2 separate regions of the Hordeum vulgare genome follow, and region 2 is linked to region 1. A link is a contact called in public Hi-C data. All regions are on one chromosome and are shown on one strand. Each heading gives the region's core, a stretch centred on a gene start, on an enhancer-like site or on the middle of the called end of the contact. The rest is flanking DNA. Distances are from core to core; before and after follow the strand shown.

Region 1 (7,787 bases), core at 3,813-6,312:
CATGGCGAGATGCTCCTAGGATATAAATAGCCGCCCCCATAACTTATCAGTAAGGTCATTTATGTCAAATCATGACGGGATGCTCCCAGTAGCTGGTTGGCTACTCCGAGAGAAACAGACACTTGTCATTTAGAGCCACCCAAAATCCTCAAAGCCTTTGAGTGAAAATCATCAAGTGAGGAAATACCCCAAACACCCAAACCCAAACCAAAACCGAAGTGATTGAGCATCACTGAAGAAGTTATTCCTGTGTGGAACCGATGTTTGTTACCTTTCAGGACTGTGCATCCTCCAGACAGCTAGGCGTCATGGTCTTGAGCATCCAGTAATCAATTCTGGATCGCCGGGTGACTGAGTTTGTGAGGGTTTGGAAGTTTGTCCTAAAGACTTACCATTAGTGTTGGGCGAGGACTGTGTGTCCTTATCTCAAGGAGAATACGGTAGGCACTGTGTGTCCCGGGACTTTGTGTCCTTTGGTTTTAATACCAAGTCGCTCCAAATGAGACGTAGAACTGTCACAGCAGTTGGAACTGGGTCATCAACAACTGTCTTCATCGACCTACTCGTTCTATTTCCTCAATTTGTTACATTTCCTCAATTGCATGTTGAAGACTTTCATATGTACTCTTTGAAGAATTTGACTGAAGACTTTCTCTGAATTACTCACCCCAAATTCTTCACCTGAGTTATTCTTTACCTGCTCATCTTGTAGTTGTGACATGTGCAAACCGGTTCTCTTAATTCACGCTGAGTATTTTGCTGTAGACGTTTTTGCGTTTCTGACTAAGTACTATTTCCGCTGCACTCAGTTCATAACTGAGGACTTTCCTCACTAGGAATTTCCTCGGTGATGAAATTGTAAAAATCGCCTATTCACCCCCCCCCCCCCTCTAATCGATATAACACACTTTCACAAATATAGATTCTCTTAGTCAAGTACTTGTTCTAAATAAGCTTGCACTGCTTGACCTATTGACATCTACAATCGAACGCTTAATATCCATCCCAAACGTTCAGGTGGTTTGTCGAGGCACAGAAAGGAAACTCAATCGGCTATCCTAGGCCTAACCCAAAATTTTGGGATTATCGGCAACCCTCACATCTAGCTCATATGTAAGGTTGATATGGGACGTTTAGACGCCCCCGTTACGTCGAATTCAGCCAACTATGGTTTACCTCGAGCCCACATATTTTCATCCCTACATGCTCTCTGGATCAAACCCTAACTACTCCACTTCCCTCCATCCCCAAGCTCCTGTCGTGCGAACTCCATCCTTCTTTAACATGGAGGGTAGTGCATTCGAATCCAAGATCTCCCGGTTTGCTTTTTGCTGGGAATGACAAGATCGAGCACTGCCGGGCCGGGACGTAGAGGAGAAGTGTCGTCGCGGTCGGAGATGACAGAGAAGAGGAATTTTTTTAGAAAATAATTCCACCAGGATCTCATCAAAGACGATGGTGGGAGGAAGGCGGGGCTTGAGGGAAGGCGCCACAGGTGGTGGGCGCCGAGGTAGGTGGTGGCGGGAGTGGCCACGGCCTACATGTGGCAGTGTTCATCTCTTATTTTTACCGAGAAGTGGCTTTCATAGAGAAAATTAGACTAGGAGGTTGTGTTTTGAGAAATCAAAATCTTTATTTTTAACAAACCGAATATTTGAGGGATCTATTAGGTATCACTTAATCCCTCAAAAGATAATTTCTCCCTTAAATTAAGCTATCGAGGGCTGTGCTTGAAATAATCTTAGCAATGTATTCATACTTTCTGCAAATGACTAGTTAATCAAGGAAAAATATAGAGTAATTACACCGATGGTGGTAGAACTTGGCTCAAACGATCAGTTTGGTGCTAGAACTTGTGGCATATATTGAACTGGTGCAACAACTTGGCTCAGACATGTAAATACGGTGCAAATCACGTTTGATACGAAAATAAGGGTGATTTGGTGCGTTAGCGTGGCGTGGAGCCTGCTATAAGCGATTGATAGGAAGGAAGGAATGCGTGTGGCCTTTTTTGTGAAAACCCCCTTGATTTTTTTCATTTTTCATAAAAAACACCATGAACTCGTAAGAAGGCATTTTATTTTTCCCGCTTGTATGACACATGAGGCCCAACTATCAGTATGGAAATACTAAACGGGAATAAGACAGCCTCAACGGGGCGAACTCGCAACCAACAGGTGGAATGCTGCCAAAGTTAACCACTCCACCACTCACACTAGTTTGCACAATATCGATGACTCGTCTTCATGTAGTATAAACTCAACACATGTGAGGCTTAAATGGGTTGCATATAGTGCCGTCCATTTTGCACGCACTAGTTTTTTTAAGATATTTGTAAAACATATGGGAAAAATAATGTTCAAATATATATGTGTTATAAATATATATATTTGTATGGATATAAATAGTACACATAAAAACGGTGATTAGTAAATAAAAACATTTAAATGTGCACCCATGTATTATATAAAAATATTTAGTAAATACAGCCATTTCAATTTTTCTTAAATAAAAATGTTTAAATATTTAAATACAAAAAATATACACTTGCAGCTTATATGTAAATTATACAAAATGATGAATACAAACATTTCCTAAATATCCACTTGTGTATAGTTTCAACTGATTTGAAAATTTTGTGTGTATAATTATTGATTTTTTAATTATATAAACATTTTTATTTGTATGTATATAATTGTATTATACAAATATTTTGATTATAAATTATAAATTACGAATATTCATATTTGTTATTATAAAAACATTGTAGTTCTTTATATATAGTATTTTAAATGTTGAACGAATGTTGAATGAATGCATTACAGGTGGGGTGGCTAGGACCATCTATATGCTAGTTAGAGGTCGCTGGTTCGTGGCGCGGAGCACTATTTTTCTTAATAAATTCAAAAAAGTAAATGAGATTCGACCGCACCAAAGAACATCAGGAGCCTTTTTGTGATTTAAAAAAACTCAAGGTGATTTTCGTAAAATACTGGTCACATGTCGCCTCCTTGCCATCGAGTCATTGACGACGGATCCCACGCCACGCTGGCATGCCTAGTCAGCGGTTTGGATGTACATAATCAGGATTTGCATCGTATTTGTACATTTGAGCCAAGTTATTGCACTTGTTCTATATATGCTACAACTTCTATCACCAAATTGATCCTTTGCGTCCAGTTCTAACACGACCAGTGTAATTGACTCAAAAAAAATATAATTACAGCTCGCTAAATCTCAAAGGGCATTCGGTGTAAAGAACAAAGAGACGACTTTTTACATACAAACACAGGAAGATTCGCCGCGTGGCGGTGTCAATTCTCTAACCACCCCTAGAATAATGCAAGTGCCTTGCGGCTGGCGGCCACGCCGGCCGTCGTGACCCCGTCCACATGACGACCGATGGAGGCACTTGCACCAACTCGCATCGACCAACCGCCGGCTCGATTAGTCAACGTACGCGCTGCAGATTTTCCTGATCTCCCCGTCGGCTCCGGTGAGCACCTCCATCCTGCCCATGTTGATCATGGCGGCGGCGTAGTCCCTGAAGTACTCCTCCGTCGACTCCGCCGCCGCCATCCTCGCCACGTAGTCTCTCGTCCACTTGTCGTCGAGCAGCGCCTGGTCGGAGACGAACAGGGCCCTGTTGCTGTACAAGTCCCGGTAGTAGCTGAGGTCGAACTCGTAGGGGCTCTTGGGGTCCATGTCCACCAGCGTTTCGTCCTTCTTGTTGCCTGGCTCGCACCTCTCCCGCAGCTCCGGGGCGTACGCCTTGTCCAGCGTCGGGTCCTGCACCCCTTTGCCGCTGTTGTTGTAGAGCCGGTCCGGCGCGAACGCGGCGCACTGCGCCCTCCCGATCGTGTGGCTCCCTGACAGCACCACGAGGTCCTTCCACGACAGGTTCTTCACGCTGAAGTAGGTCTTTAGGTCCACAATGTTGGCGTTCGGCGGCGCCAGGTCGTTCTCGGCGTCGTAGCATGTCGACACCTTGCCGTCCCGGCGTCCGGTCTCCACCGGGAACCGTGGCCCGTTGGTCTGGAACAAGGAGGCGGTGTTTGGTCAGCTAGAACTAGAAGCAAAGCGTCACAAAATCCATGGAGCCGATGAAAGTGGGGGATTGTTAAATTACCAGGTACACGGCGTCCCGCGCGGCCATGATGATGATGTCTGCGCACGACACGGTGAGCGGGCACTCGTCCTCCAGCTTGGCCTTGATCCTCTCGACCTCGTCGAAGCCGCGGAGGCTGTAGCTCATCGGCATGGCGTCTCTCTCCCCCTTCTTGCTCCTCGATTTCAGCATGATCGACCCGTCGCACCCCTGCAGATCACGCATCCGGCCGGTTAAGCGAAACACATTTACACAGCTCGGGCACGGCAAGGAAAAGCAGCGCAGGACGCACCCTGACGAAGCAGTCGTGGAAGAGAAGCCGGAGCAGCGCCGGGCCGAGGGTCCTGTCCTCGTGGACGATGTGCCGCATCTCCTCGAGCACCAGCTCCTCCGCGGCCGGGCAAGTCTTGTCGTAGAACCCGACGGCGAGCCCGGCGCCGGCGGGATCTGCGTGGCCCGGCACCAGCATGGCGCTCACGACGGCCGCGAGGACCAGCAGCCTGAGGAGCACGTCCAATGCCATCCGGCCGGACCGGAGGAGAAGAGCCGCAGGTCGTGGACGAGGTTGCTTGGTCGTGGCGAGGGGAAGCAGCCCAAGGCCAAGAAACGTTGAAACTATCTCGGTTTCGGGGTCAGCAGGGAACTCGCGGTAGGGGAAGAAGATTAAATTTGCTGGCCGGCGTCGACCGCCCGCGCATGAATTGAAAACACCCGGAATGGCGAGGAAAAAGAAAGAGTTGGAGAGGCACGGGTAGGTTGAAGATCGCTGTCGAGAAGCTCGGAATTCGCAAGTTAGTTAAAAACTGAGGCAGACAATGGCTGTCTGGCTGGCTGGCTGGCTGGGAACGGGAATGGGAACGGGGTGGTGGAGGCTACGCGCAAAGGCGGGGAATATGCAAGCAGAACGGAACAAAAATCCCCCTCGTTTCACGCGGCACATGAGACTGGACTGGACCAGGCGGCGCGAGTGCGCCGAGCAGATAGGCTCCCCGTCTGGACGGCGGTCGTGGGATGGGGGCTTTTGGCTTTTGCACTTGTCAACGCGCGCTGTTCACACACCTCGGCCGACTACCAGACGAGCAGAGCCTCACATTTGTGAACACGCCAGTACGGATTACTACTCTGTGAAGGTAATATTAGCTGACAAAATGAACCGACCGATGCATTTGTAGAGACATGCAAGCATGTAATGGGAAATGAGCTGACCAAATGAACAAATATTCAGGCGCCTAGTACGTCTTAACTGGTCTCTGATGGCTGTGCTGACCAGGGATTGCTGGCGTGTAGCACGGGGGAGGACAGGCTGTGCACAGGCATAAGCTTCCTGGTGGTAAGCTACTCCACCTGCCGGTCATCGTCGTTTACGCAAGCTAGAACTTGTCAAGGTCAAAGTACTGTGTTTAACAGAACCCGATTGTAAAATCAGTCGGCCACCATACTTGATTTGTTCCTTAGTTTATGGACCCTGATATTCATCACACGTGTTGTGTCACAATGAACATCCAATCATACGCCTCGTCCGGTTATATTAGGGTGTGTTCGGTTTGAGGATCAAAAGGCATGAAATGTCATGGTTCCATTCCGGATGCATGAGTTGATTTCATTCTTGTGTTCGGTTGGACATAAAAAATGACATGGGTTGATTTTATCCATGTGTTTGGGTTGGGAGATGAAATGAGAAGAATCTCATTCCACTCACCTCTCCATATGAATGGTGAGATTACTTCTAATATGCTCATATATCTCTCTACATTTGGACAACATATAATTCAAAATTTTGGCAACATTTTCTTTGTATTTTGAACAAGCAATTTAATAGTATATGATCACAAGTCAAACAAATATATAACATTATGTAACAGATTTTCAATACAAATATCATAAGATGCAACAATATCACAAGGTCATCATCGAAAAGAAATATTGTTCATTACAATCCATACATATGGTTCACATACTAGTCATCCAAAATCTCTCTTAATTGAAGTTCAATACAAGTTCATAATGCAAAGTTCATCATCTCACGCTAGTCCATACGAATAAATGCTTCATGTGAAGTTCGTTGTCACATACCTACCCACCCAAATCAACCGGTTAGACTCCCCGAGCGACATGAAAGCTCTTGCTATCTTGGGATTGTCCACAAGATGGGCATAGTAGTGAGCAAGGTATCCTTCAGCAAATCCAATAGTGTCGGAGACAACTTCCCAAAGGTCATCAGGTATAGTATCATCATCTCCACCAGACTTCACAAGAGCTGCAGCTACAAGTTTGAACCCATCTTGAAGAGTTGTCATCAACGGATCATCCTTATTTTCACCACCTTAGCCTTCACTTTTGCTGGTTCATTGGGATTTGAGGACTCACCAACATTTGGTGACATGTTCACCTTACTATTGTCATCATCTTCTATTTCAATGGAAAGGTCATCATTAGCAGACCTTGCAGTCTTCCTTGTAGCACTTTTTTGCAGGGAAATTGTCTCCATGGCGTGGTAGTGCTCAATTGGGGTATTTAAGAAGGCCACATTAGATTTGTGACCCGTTGTGATCCGTTGGGAGGAAAATTGTCTCCAGATGCGAGAGAGAGGGAGAGTGGCGACTGGGAGGAAAGAACAAGAGGTGAGGGATAGGGTTCGGGGCATGAGGGGTGAGAGCGGTGAGGCATTGGTTTCTTTTCATTTTTTTGCGTTGAATCGATTAATAACGAGGCCGTTCCACCGATTCCCACGCATCGCTATATGAAGCATCTGGAGGGAATATACACTGCATGCGGACAATCCGGTTCTGGATACAAACGCAACCGAACACGAGGATGGGCTGCATGGGAATGAATCAACCCATCCGATGACACCTTATCCTCAAATCGAACACACCCTTAGAGAGTGACCCCACAAGATCATATGTGGCAAATACACTGTCCACACGTCCGAACGCAGATATTAGTGCCCACACGCCGGTCCAACAACAGCTACTCATCCACATCCCGCACGTGTGACACGAAGCAATTCCGTCCTAATGTTTTTTGATGACAACTTTAGTTATTCGGGGATAACAACTTTAGTTGCAAAGAACTGTAACTTTCTGTTTGGATGACAAATTTCAAATTTTGGGGGTTTTATTTTTTTCTGGATGGCAATTTTAGTTGTAAAAAGATCAAGACGGTGTTACTTTGTGCCACATGTGTGTCCCTTATCAGTGGGTTAATTATAATTGTTATGTTTAATTAACTCTAGTTGCCACGTGTGATCAAATCATAGTTGCCATGTATAGTCAACTATAGTTGTCATGTATGGTCACCTATAGTTGCCATGTGTGATTAACTAGTTGCTACGTGTGGTTAAACCATAGTTATCATGTATGGTCAACCATAATTGCCATGCATGATTAACTAGTTGGTACATATGGTCAAATCATAGTTGTCATGTATGGTCAACCATAGTTGTCATGCGTGATTAACTAGTTACCACATATGCGCAATTGTAGTTGTCATCTATCACCGTGCGAGCGTCGTGTAGATGAAGAACAGTTCACCCACAACGATGCGAGCAGCCTTGCGCTAATGGACTGGATGGTGTCCTTGTGGGCAAGACCCACACGATGACGTGAGCAGCCATGCGCTAATGGAATGGATGATGCCTGTGTGGGCAAGGAACGATAGACCCACACGACACTGAGTG
Region 2 (7,787 bases), core at 3,086-5,585, 220 kb after region 1:
AATTAAGGTATTGTAAAGATCATACCTTGATCTTTAACTTTGTAGTTCACATAGCCTCGCAGAGCGTACTCCTAAAGCTCCAAATTACTACACAAAGCGATGAATTACAGACCTCAAACAACAGAGAATGCATACTTAAAAACCAACCAAATAGAGTAAAAACATCATGCATGTGAACGTAACCTATAAAAATGGATAGATCTTACCTTGATCTATCTTCTGTTCAACTACAACATGTTTGAAATTCAACTCTAAAGCATCATAAATCGTGACTCCAAGAGAAAAGAGGAGAGCTGTGTGTGTGTGTTCTTCAAACAGAAGAGAAGAGAGCCAGGCGGAAGAGAAGAGAGCTAGAGAGGAGGAGGCAGAGCCCGCAACAGCAGGAGCAGCTGGTATATAAAGAGCAAGAACACCTATTGTCGGTAGAACGGGTCAAAAATACATTGTATCTCCACCGCATCAACAGTTCAAGGCTGTCTGCCTCACTCGCAGCAGCATCTCAGCCTCGCTTCACGCGCCATCCCAGCTTCGCTTCCAGCACCGTCTCACATCACAATCGGCGCGTGATGAAATAGTGCCGGCCACCTCGGCTGGTGGCGGCAGGGACTCACCTTTATCCATTTCCGTCACGGGATAACACATGCAACGGCATTCTTGGTCGGCCGCCTGGCCTGATGGTGACAAGCTCCAACCGCCTCGACCGATGGCGGCAGGTTCATCTCGCGCGCCTGTCGTCAGGATCGCACATGATCTTTTTTCGCAATGCATTGTGCTGATGATCTTTTTCGGCAATTCGACTGAGCTAATGATTCTTTTGAACAAAAAATTCGCATCTGTGTAACTTGTTCTACGAGAAGAACCAGATCTGTATAGGAGTTGGTGCATACCTGGAGGCTCCAGTTCTTTTGTGTACACGCTCTGAACGAGTGCCGTATTCTAAATTTGGACATCCCTGCACCCTCGTGGTCGTGGATGCCAACTATAGTCTCTGGGAGAGGCATAAAAGAATTCAAAATCTTATACCCATGAGGAGCGGATATGCTCGAGCCTTTATACTAAGAAGTAAGAACGAGGGTTGACATCTTGATGTTCTCTAGGGATTACTATCTTTCACCATCACCGAATCTCCAGCTTGTTTTTCTCGGCCAAAGGCAGGAGCTAATGTTTTTCTTTTTCTTTTTGGCCGGTAGGAGCTAATATAATGTAAATAACTTGACAGTTGAGATCAATCACAAGAACCATGATATTGCTTGTTTGATTGATCTATTGAAACACCTGGGACGTGGTGCTCTGTTTGGTTTGCATTTAAACAACATATACTCTATCCATTCCTAAATATAAATTATTTTAAAGGTTTCACTAAAAGACTACATAGGAATATATATAGACAGATTCTATATCATATGTTCACTCATCTTGTTCCGTATGTAGTCTTTTAATAAAATCTTTAAAAATAATATTTAAAAACAAAGAGAGTAATTTTCATGGTAAAGAAAGGAAAAGATCTTCTGTTGTTGCAACTTGCACGGACAGTTGTCTCTAGAGCAGCGTTTTATAGTGGCCCCGGCGAATAGTTAACGATGATTGTCTTTGACTAATCCTGCCGTCAACGTCTCCCAGATTTCCACAATAATTCAACTTCTATCAAACCGTTGCACATGTGCACATCGCGTTGTATCGACGATGTTAGCTCTGTCGAATTTCTCATTGCAACTTTCAAAAAATAGTAAAACCCCATTTTAGGATTTTTGCAATGCAAAGGGGCTGATAATACCTCGATCAGCAAGAAACTATTCGGTAGCCAGAAAATATCCGTTACCACTCCCAAGCGAACATAGTCAACTACTGCATAGTAAATTACGAGGATGTCATGGTATTTTCATTTTTTGGGAATGTTGTATCTTGTACTAAAAAGTTAATCGCCACTAACATATTTTTCTAGCATGCAAGCATGCCTCATCAACATACAAACATGCATGTAAAAAAATCAATCTCAACATGCAACTATGAGTAAGAAAACTCACCTGATCAACATGCAAACATGCATAAGTATTTTTATTCTATTGTGATATTTGTATTTAACAAATACTTACAACTATAGAATAATCAAACACAGTAAATCATATGTATTCTCAGTTATTCATGTTCTTTATATCCAAATATCATTTAAATATATTACAAACATTCCAGCAACAACGTGTGGTGATTCTTCTAGATTGATATTGAACTAAGTATTTAATAGCGAAAATATTTTTTAAGGAGAAAATAATGGATGTAATATTACTAGATGTCAATTTTGTATATATATATATATATATATATATATATATATATATATATATATATATATATAATTGAATCTTACACACTAAATGTTTCAATGTCACAAAATAAAAAGCATTAAATCCTAAAAGCACATCTCCAAATAATTACTAAACTTGTATTGTTTGTAGCGTAGTTTGTGAGCATCAATTATATGTACTAACTTTGCATGGAAATATAAATGTTATTATATTTTTTCGTTGAAAAACATGTTGTCCTATTAACTAGACAAATGCAACAAACACCCTTGAAAAATAAAGATATTATATAAAAATCGCGGAGCTGGCTTTTTTCTCTCTCCCAAACGGGTCGATGGTGCGCCCCGCAACCTCTTCATTGCTCGATGTTGATGTATAAGTGTGCAATCCTCCTTTTTCTATTAGCATGAGTTTTGGGTTAAATGGCTGGTGCCTGCAATTCTACTATGTATCAGAGCCATGACTAGGTTAATAAAAATGAAAAAGGTGTAGCTCTTGGTTATCAAAATAAGTTATCTTCTAGAATAAGTTGGATAGGGTCAGTTTATTTTGACACCCTCGCATTGAACTGACTTATGCATGAAATTCTACATGCGAGGCTGATAGTTGCTACCTTATATCGACTATGTACGTGTGATGCATGTTAATATTAGGCAAGATATTACTGTATTGCACATCATAATACTACGTGGCATTGGTTAGATATAATTACTAGGAAGTGCATTGGTTTAAAAACACCCAAATGATAACGCCCAATGTGTGGCATGTTTGCACACTTCATCCACATGCATCAATCCATATTGAATCTGTTTTGCACAAATTCTAAAGAAATTTGTCAAAATTTCAGTGTCATTTAGGCATCATCGTATGTATGGACGTTGGAGAGTTCACTCACACGACCCATAAGGCGTGGTTGCCAGTTGCGCCGTGTAGGCGAACCAGTTTCTGTCCATATAATCACGACCTAGCCCATGCACGTGTGGGCAAACTGTTCTTCGCTCACACGATGCTCGTATGTTGCTAGATGACAACAACAGTTGCGCGTATGTGGCAACTAGGTAAACACACATGATAATTATGATTCATTGCTAGATGTCAACTACAGTTGCGCGTATGTGGCATCCAGGTGAACACACATGGCAACTATGATTAACCATACATGGAAACTACGGTTGAACCACACGTGACAACTAGATAAACACACATGACAACTATCCCTGTATAACTAAAGTATCATCGCACGGATAACTATAATTAATCAAAACAGAGAAAGTTGTCATACTTTTACAACTACATTTGTCCTTCCGGGGAACTAAAGTTGTCGTCCTTGGGGTAACCAAATGGTCATCACGTGGGTAACTAACGTAGCTGCGCTAGGACATGTGGGAAGATTTCACACGCACGGAGTGAGGATGAGTAGTACTTGTTGGATGTGTGACGCGAAGTAGCTGCGCCCACACGTACGTGTAAGTAGTTCTTATGCTCACCCACATACGGCGTGTGTGGGCTGCCTCCTGCGTATTCCACACATGGTGTGTGGGTGAATGTCTAATATGTCGCACTTGTGGTGAATATCGAGACCCTAAAAATAAGATCATCTCCAATGTACTTCCTCCGTTCCAAAATAAGTGTCGCTTCTTTAGTACAAAAATTATACTAACTTAGTACGTCATCCGTTCCTAAATATAAGTATTTATAAAAAAATTAATAGGGGACTACATACGAAGCAAAATGAATGAATCTACACTCTGAAATATGTCTATATAGATGTGTATGTAGTCTTCTGATGAAACTTTTAAAAAGATTTGTATTTAGAAACAGAGGAAATACTAAATTTACAACACTTATTTTGAGACGGATGGAGTACATGTCATATCTAAGATCTCTTCTAGTACTTTTTTAAAAGTGGATCCCCTCTCGCTTCATTTTGCCTTTGACTTCACATACATGGTTATTCATGCTTATCCTCGCTAGCTAATAAGCTCCATAAACTCCTTCCACTTGGTTCTTCCGGTCCATGTCAGTTTGGCAATCCAAACCTTCGAGAGCGGCTATATAAATCCCACAGAGTCCCATTGCGTAGACATCGGAGCCACAGCTAGCTCAAGCACAGAAAAACAGTCACAAACCACACACATGCACATGAAGGCTTCCGCAGGCCAAGATTGCAGCAAGCACATCGTTCTGGTGCACGGCGCATGCCTCGGCGGCTGGTCCTGGTTCAAGGTGGCGACGCGGCTCAGGTCGGCCGGGCACCGCGTCAGCACGCCCGACCTGGCTGCGTCGGGCGTCGATCCCACGCCTCTGCGCGAGGTGCCGACGTTCCGCGACTACACCAAGCCGCTGCTGGACCTCCTCGAGTCCCTCCCGCCCGGCGAGACGGTGGTGCTCGTCGGCCACAGCCTCGGCGGCGTGAACGTCGCCCTCGCCTGCGAGCTGTTCCCGGAGAGGATCGCCGCCGCGGTGTTCGTCTCCGCCTTCATGCCGGACCACAGCTCGCCGCCGTCGTACGTGCTTGAAAAGTTCGTGGAGGGGAGAACGCTGGACTGGATGGACACGGAGTTTAGGCCTCAAGATCCCGAGGGCAAGCTGCCCACTTCCATGCTGTTCGGGCCGCTGGTCACGCGAGCAAAGTTCTTCCAGCTGTGCTCGCCGGAGGTACGTACTGTTATTACCTGCGCATGCACATTTTATTCTACTCAATCAGCTTGAATATCGATCGAGATTCTAACGTTGTATGTCGGAATCATATGGCTGGCAGGACCTGACGCTGGGAAGATCCCTGATGAGGGTCAGCTCGATGTTCGTGGACGACCTGAGGCTGCAGCCGCCATACACCGAGGCCCGCTACGGGTCGGTGCGCAAGGCGTACGTCGTGTTCAAGGACGATCACGCCATCGTCGAGGGGTTCCAGCGGTGGATGGTGCAGAACTACCCCGTGGATGAGGTGAAGGAAATCGACGGGGCGGACCACATGGCGTTGCTCTCGACGCCGACCGAGCTGGCGCGCTGTCTCGCTGACATCGCCGTCAAGTATGCTGCTTGACTTCCTCGCAGAAAAATAAAACACGTATGCTCCTACTTGACGATGGTGCCGCGCACGTTGCCTTGATGGTCTGTCCATCTGTTTACCTTTGGTACCCTGTCGTTGTCGGCATTTGTGATTTTCTACTGCGCTGTTGTTACCTACCTTCATGGTTTGTCCCTTCGTTATGTTTCAGAGACTTCTATTGTACTCTATTCATGAAAAAAATTCAGACAGATGATGTTTCAACATCGTATCGTGGTGCATATGTATCTTGTCGCTATTATAATACTAGCAAAAGGGCCCGTGCGTTGCAACGGGAGAAAAAAATACCACACGCTTTTAATCTTTTTATAATCATTTTAATTTATTAAAATAATAAGCTAACTAACTAATGTTGTCAGTCCTATCCTATTTTGTTGAAAAATCAACCCGTCCATTGTTGATTCCACCATAATGAGAAATTGAGCGGGACAAGCAAAGCAAAACAAAGAGGCTATGTGAATTGATCAATGGACTGTTATCTTATTTCACTCATGGTGTAGAGAATGTGAGATCAGATGACAAACTGAAGATGGTGTCCATTCTCTGTCTCTACAACAATACAATCTTACATTCAATACATTCATTCATCAGCAAACAAATCCCCACAAAACAAAATTTCTTGCCAGTGCTTGACACACGGTTGGAGGCATGGGGAGGGGATCTCACCAGATGATGAGTTCCTGCCGGAGGAGGGGATACGATGATGGGAGCAAGGGTTAGGCGCCTCTATCTGGCCATAAGGAGTCGTCGTTGCCGCGCCATAACCTCGGAGTTCCCCGTGTGAGCCATGAAGGCCCGCCTCCACCTGCAAGTACTTCGCTCCGCCTCGCCTTATCTGGCCATCCGCAGTCACTGTAGCTGTCGCGTTGATTTGATCCAAAAGTTGTGCTCGAGCGCCGAAACGGGGGCAGCAAGCGGGCAGAGGTACGGCCGCGGAGGTGGGTGGGTTGAGATCGACAACAGTGGTGGTTGAGGTCGGCCGCGGCGGCGAGTGGTGTGGCAGCGGCCTGGGCACATGCCAGGGTGGACCAGGGTCGACGCGATGCGCTCGAGCGCCGTAACAGGGGCAGTGAGCGGGGATAGGTACGGCCGCGGAGCCGGGTGGGTTGTGATCGGCAGCGCTGGCGGTTGAGGTTGGCCGCGACGGCGAGTGGTGTGGCGGCGGCCTGGGCACAGGCCAGGATGGCCCAGGGTCGACGGGAGGAGGCGATGCGTACGGGTATAATTTTTGCAGCGAATCTTTTTCCTTTTGCGTTGCAGATAAATGATGAAGCACGGGTTGAATAACCAAAATTACAGGGGCTTTTTATAAAAATACCACGATGGGTTTTCCGACGGAAGCAATAGTCGCTTTATTATTAGGTATAGATATAAAATTGAAGATAAATATTGGTGAGCACGTGCATGTAACCTGTGACCGGTGTGGCGCAGGTTGCTTGATGATCTATCTGTTTAACGTCCGGACTTGATCGATACCCTTCATATTCAGTCTAAATATGAGACAGATATAGAGGTGTCCGGGCGCCTGATAAGCCCGTCACGTCAGCCTGGCCCGTGCTGACCCGCATCGACCTCGCATATATCCGTCCTCGTCCGCTCGCCGGACCAAACCCTATCATTTCACTCCACTTCCCTCCGCTCTCATCCGTCATCCAAACTCACCTCCGGCGATCTCCGGCATGGCGGGCAACGGATCCGAGTCCTTCATCTTCAGATCCATCGACCACGAGCTCATCCCAAACGACCCTAAGGAGGAGATAGCTGTCCGGCTTGCGCTCCGCCACTCTCGGGAGGCGGCTGCCCGACGGGGGCACTCGGACTCGCAACATCGGAATCCATTGCGTCGACACAACCGATGCTTGGATCCGACGTCGCTGCCTCACCGGAGATGGTGCGGTCCGTCTGGCGTCCGAACGTCGTGGCGGATGCGCAACACCTCCATTGGCGCATCGAGGACGCGCCATGTGTGTGTCGTCGAACGTTAGCATGGTGCGGCGTGCCCACCATGCGAGACAGCGGGCACGAGAGGCGACGAAGGCCCTCGTATCGATGAACGTTGGAGAGGCAGAGTCACACTCTTTGACGCCCCGTATGCTGCACGGGTGCGGGCGCCGCAACCATGTCATGGTGGACGTCATCTTCTCCAAGGAATGATCATCATCGACCTAATGTCCACCGGCACCGTTCGGGTTACGGGCTCCGACGAGGCAGAGTAGGACATGGTAGATGGCAGGAGCTCGACTCCCGTGAGCCGGCTAGTGTCTCATGTCCTACTCAACCTTCACGGAGATAGAACTGACACAACGAGGGACGCAACCAATCGTCGGACATGATCCCGACGAACCCGGACGAGGTCCGCTTGTATTGAGTTTACATTGCATGTAATAATATAGGTTAAAGGTTTTAATTTAAGGTAT

The links. Hi-C and Micro-C count contacts between places; a contact is called where the count stands out from the background.
Region 2: a Hi-C map of leaf shows a contact between it and region 1, with 2.3 times the contacts expected there. The contact joins the promoter of LOC123440350 here to the promoter of LOC123440349 in region 1. A contact is called at or near these places in 2 of 6 Hi-C or Micro-C datasets (both in leaf).

What each region holds. Positions count from the first base shown.
Region 1 is chr3H:513,737,398-513,745,184 of MorexV3_pseudomolecules_assembly, forward strand. LOC123440349 (peroxidase 56-like) reads right to left here and starts at 5,063. Exons shown (of 3, transcript XM_045116921.1): 1 at 4,401-5,063; 2 at 4,130-4,318; 3 at 3,184-4,035. The coding sequence starts at 4,631. The coding sequence ends at 3,448.
Region 2 is chr3H:513,956,312-513,964,098 of MorexV3_pseudomolecules_assembly, forward strand. It overlaps LOC123440350 (salicylic acid-binding protein 2-like), which reads left to right and starts at 4,336. Exons shown (of 2, transcript XM_045116922.1): 1 at 4,336-4,958; 2 at 5,062-5,574. The coding sequence starts at 4,437. The coding sequence ends at 5,346.